2 separate regions of the Bombyx mori genome follow, and region 1 is linked to region 2. The links are chromatin contacts, called in public Hi-C maps. All regions are on one chromosome and are shown on one strand. The core of a region is the stretch at or near the end of the contact, and the rest is flanking DNA. Distances in the headings are between cores, read along the strand shown.

What was found. A called contact is a pair of places that touch in the nucleus more often than the background predicts.
Region 1: a contact with region 2 is called in a Hi-C map of posterior silk gland, with 2.0 times the contacts expected there. The contact joins the promoter of LOC101737461 here to the enhancer-like site in region 2. A contact is called at or near these places in 2 of 7 Hi-C or Micro-C datasets (posterior silk gland and whole pupa).

Annotation. Positions count from the first base shown.
Region 1 is chr5:6,100,546-6,103,245 of ASM3026992v2, forward strand. LOC101737461 (protein windpipe) reads right to left here and starts at 1,300. Exons shown (of 4, transcript XM_012695709.4): 1 at 502-1,300.
Region 2 is chr5:6,041,527-6,044,226 of ASM3026992v2, forward strand. It overlaps LOC101737461 (protein windpipe), which reads right to left. Exons shown (of 4, transcript XM_012695709.4): 4 at 1-2,187. The coding sequence starts at 2,179. The coding sequence ends at 65. Among protein-coding and RNA genes, the nearest start is that of LOC101737747, 14 kb to the left of the region's middle. Within about 2 kb of position 1,360, at least 1 of the 8 cell types and tissues checked has open chromatin away from gene starts, as enhancers often do.

The DNA.
Region 1 (2,700 bases), core at 50-2,549, 59 kb after region 2:
TAAATCGAGAACTACACAACAGTTTTAGTGACGTGCAAATTTTATTCAAATACATAAAAACAAATTTATTTGGACTTCAGAATTGAGTAAAGGTGTACGTACGGTAATTTGCAAAAGATTAAACACGTGCACTGAAAGATTCACACAAGATCAAGAAGAAGAAAAAAAGCACTGCTGTAGGTAGTCAACCAAAACGATGTAAACCTTGAAAACAGGTTATCATCACGAACGCTAGAAAAATACTATGAAATCCGACCGGCTGATATATAATTACTTAAATTACAATTTATGTTTAAGACAAAAAAAACCTAATTACACATAAAACTGGTGCCGCGTAAAAATTACGCGTCCTCGTGGATAGGTCGTAACTACCCGTAGTTAATAGAAGAATTAAAAAAAATCGTACTACTTACAGAATACACGTAATAACACGTATTTAAATAACGTATTACCGTGACTCGCTACTAAAATTTGTCAATAAAAAAAATTAAATATACGTACCGAATGATGTAGTGCAAAATGATAGCAAAATCGTTTTTTTTTCTTTCTTTCTTGTCGCTTCGTTCGATCGGGTTTTTATTTAGCTAAAGTTCCGGTTTGTGTCCAGGTACACTCACTGTCGCACTGTCACTTTCCTTCGAGGCACCGCCGACTTTTTATAAAGTTGTCACGCCAAGGTCTGAAAGTTCATAACACGTTGTTTCTCGACGGTGGATCGGCGCGGACTGGCCGGTTTCCCTCGCGTAGCTACCCGGCCACCGGTGTCGGCGACGATACACAGTTCTGTGCGACAACCGAGACTAGATACAGAATAGGGGCGTGCGAAAACAAATCGTGGGTGCCTGTACACAAATACTACTCTAGAATCTAAAATGTCTAACGCAGAAGCTATTAATCAGTATATAAGTCCAAGGTTTCCTAAGGGTGGTCAAGATGATTTAATCATTTAAACTGCATAATGTTTTTATTTTTAATTTTTAATAACAACTTTTCGAATAATACTAACAAAAAAATGTTTTGAAACATTAAAATTTCGAGGTTATAATTAACGTAATTAAATACGAGATTTGAACTAGGTAAATATTTCGTAAAACATTTGAATTTGGACACAAAACAAAATGTCTCTTCATAAAATCAACACAGTGCACAGTGTCGCAGCTGGAATACGCCATTAACACAATTCAAGATCATACGACTATCGTGCCACCACGCTATTCGTAGTAGTGCCTTTTACTGAATTCAGGTTTTTTTAAGAGGTGTGGTTACGTCCGCGTCGTCCGCACGTCAGTTCGTTGCGTTTGATTACGGGCATGTTATTAGACAATATTGACTACATATACCGGCTACATGATCGTGTAATCATCACAATAACTCCTCGTTTCGGGAGGCAAAAAATTTAATTGGTCAATTTCTATTATCTTCATGGTGGTCGTATTTTTGATTTTGTTTAATATTTTATGTGTTATATTTTATTTTATGTTATCGTTCTGTATTAAAAGTGCCTTGCTAATTCGAATACAATTTAAAATATTGTGCAACTTCTAATGTCTCTGTTTACTTAAGTAATCTCCACAATGGCTGAAGCATGTCGATTAAAATATATTAAATACAAAAATTCAGTGATGTATTGAAACAACAATTTAGATTACATTTCATTATAGTATTTACGTAATTAAAAAAAAAATAGGGGAACATATTTACTTGCTATTCTTTTTTTATTTTTTTTGGTTGCTGAACCCCTTGAGGTCCTATGCTTGCTGCAGGATTACCACCAACACCAACACCCATACCCTGTAAAATTGAAAAACCACACAATTTATAAAAATAAAATTTATAGTGATGATTATAGATTCATTTTTTTTATTGCTTAGATGGGTGGACGAGCTCACAGCCCACCTGGTGTTAAGTGGTTACTGGAGCCCATAGACATCTGCAACGTAAATGCGCCACACACCTTGAGACATAAGTTCTAAGGTCTCAATATAGTTACAACTGCTGCCCCACCCTTCAAACCGAAACGCATTACTGCTTCACGGCAGAAATAAACGGGGCGGTGGTACCTACCCGTGCAGACTCACAAGAGGTCCTACCACCAGTAAAAATAATGAATGCTTCGCAAAATAATGAAATACCCATAGACCCAATAAGTTTCTCGTCGGATTGTCTTGGGTCGTGATTCCGCTCCGGTAGTAGATTCAGCGAAGCACTGCTCTTGCCGGGGCCAGTGTTAGTAATTCTCTCAAGTTGAGCCTGTGAGTTCACCTACCAGTCCGGGCGAAGTTGGAACAGCCCCTTAAGCTAGCAAAAAATTATATTAAATAGTATTTTTACATAATACATATTTATAATATTTTTTATGTACAATATAACAAAGTAACAATATAAAACATATATCTGTTCTACATTACTATTAAAATTACATTAAATTATTATTTATAAGATCGGTCCTTGAGAACAAATACAGTGGCAAAGAAAATGAAAAATAATTATCTAAAAATTATATTATCATATTCCCACTTCGAATAGAACACGTCAGGGACAAAAACAGCCCGGAAAGAATGACCCCTGTGTTCCCGCATAATGACTTCAAAACCTTCCCTTTTCAAGGATTTTATATTATTAATTCATCTCGTTCCCATGTTTTACTGGTATAAGGGCGTCTTGGGAGCTCGCACCTCAACTCTATTTAATTTTGAATAT
Region 2 (2,700 bases), core at 110-2,609:
TTCGTCCCTTGACACTCATTCACACCACAATGTGTTTAAAACGTTCTCTCAGGAATGCCCAATTTCAAGTGGTCGATTTACGCGCGTTTGAATTTTCAGATGGAGTTATTATGATGTCTCCAGCGTTCGACCTACTCCTGGTGACTAGAACAGGTGTTTTGGGCTTCGGTGTCTCAGTCATCTTTATGCGAACCCTTCCCATGTCTGGCGAATATACTGGCACGTATTCACGCGACGGAGATAAGAAATCTGAATCCGTATTTTGATCTCCGTTTATAAGCGGCTGGGACGTATCAGAGTCATTAGTGCCATTTAATCTTGGGTTTTCATCGTCATTTAACGGTACAAATAAGTCTTCACTCGACAGTGAATTGTTGTCTTTACGTGAATCAGGAGAAGCCGGAGCTGATTCGAATGAAGTTTCCTGTTGCGATGGAGTCTTTGCAAGATTATTATCTTTCGAACTACTCCTATTTTGATTTGTATCTCTAGGACTCTCGGTTTTTGGATCATTATTTTCAGCGTGGTTAATTCCATTGGCAACGTCACCATTTTCGCTTTTCTTTTGGTGCAATTCGTGAGTAGGTACCAATTCATATTTACCATTCACTTTCTTTTCTATGGGATTTTCAATAACAGCCGGTTTACCGAGTAAAGATTTGTTCATGTCTACCATTTCCTTCGAAGCTTTTTCAACGTCTCTCTTTTGTTGGCGTAATAGTCTCCTGTCTCTTCTTTTTCTCATTTGTCCTTTAATTATTGCAAAACCTATCAAACTTACAAGCAACATTACAATGATGGCTATGCAAACATAAGTTCCGGTTTTATGTGGAGTAGGGGTCTCGTCTTTATCAGCTGGTCTCTGTCCAAGAACTTCTGATACCGCAGTTACTCTTATTTGCTCAGATACGGTAGTATCACGGGCTGTAGATGATGTAGTTTTTTCTGTAGAGCTTGACGGTTCGCCTTTGTTATCCCAATCGTCATTCCCTTGAAATATTGCAGGTGGTTTAGGGATGGGATATTCAGTAGTAGATGTATTAAAATCATCTTCGAAAATTCTGCGCACAGGATGCGTGTTTAATTCTTCGTACACAACTGTCGTCGTTTCTTCTTCAAACAAATCGGAACCAAAGTCCAAGGGGATAGCTCCAGAACCTTCTCCGGATCCATCTATTGGATCTTCAGTGGTTTGAATATTATCAGCTGGTAGGATTTCATCGGCAGTGAATAGGTCTGCATGAAATCTAGGATTCATTTTTGGTTCTATCAAAAAGTCAGATAGTGTAGTACTTTCCCCTTCTCCGGAACCCTCTATGTCGTTCAAAGAGGATGACGGTGCAGCTGTTTTAGACTGTCCGACTTTGAGGAATAAAAGGTTATCATCGTCGTCACCAACATCTCCACTCTGTATAACTTTACCATCATCTAAATCACTTTTTGCTACTAGAGGCATTGATTTTAATGCATTCGATTCTTCACCAACTTGTGCAGCATCAATAGCTTGATCCCCCATCATCATATCTAAGAACTGAGGTTCAGTTTTTACTGATTTACAAATATCTTTCGTTTTTAACTCGAGCCAAGACTGGCCTTTTAGTTTGGTCGGTAAAGAACATTTTACATTGTCGATCACTACGTTTGCTATGATTAATCGGTCTCGAAGCAAAATGTTTTCACAAGAACAGTCTAATGGGTTTCCTTCTAATTCCAAATGTTCCAAACTTGTCAAATGCCCAAGATCTGAAGGAACATCTCTTAAAAGATTGTTGGTCAAATCCAATGAGCTAACACTAGCCGGTAAATGCGACATGGCGAGTTCTTTTATCCTGTTGTTTGCTAAGTTTAAGTGCACCAATTTTTTTGCATTATGTAAGAATTTGTTCAAGTTCTGAATACCATTGGTAGACAGATCAAGCGTGACAACTTCGGTAAGCCGATCCAACTCATGATTCAATTTCGTAATGTTGTTGTGGGAAAGATCTAAAATATTAATATTATGGTGCTTTTGGCGGAGGGTGAACTTATAAAGCTCGGCGAGGTTACTGCACGTGGCACGATGTAAGCCATCGCGAGTAGTACTGCAAACGCAGCTTTCGGGACAGACGGTTGCTAAGCTGGGAGCCACTAGTAGTGACACCGCCAGGAAACACGAGAAAACAGGAGTCCACGTCATCATGTCAGCACCTGGAATAAGAAATAATACCAATTAGATAACAGGTTTCAACGAAATTTTTTAAAATAAACCGGTTGGGGTTCTGAATTTATCGCTTCAATTAACTAATTAATGGAAAAGGTCCTTATAATAAGATTATCAACGGTTATGCATTTTCAATTTGGACCGAATCAAAAGGTTGATCTACCGGTTCCGAAACTCGTTTCAAATATATTTTCAGAACAGACGGGTTTTTAATAGTTGCGTGAAAACAGCAAAGATTCTTAGTTGCAGTTCGTAAAATTACCGTTGGTCGAAAGCTCCAGAAAGAATACTGAGCAGTATTTATTATATATAAATTATTTTTCAGCAAACTGAACATTCATAATCGTCAGTTTTTTTTATTGCTTTTTTGGGTGGACGAGCTCATGGCCCACCTGATTTTAAGTGGTTATCGGAGCCCATAGACCTGTAAAAATGCCACCACCCACCTTGAGATATGAGTTCTAAGGTCTTAGTATAATTACAGCGGCTACCCCACCCTT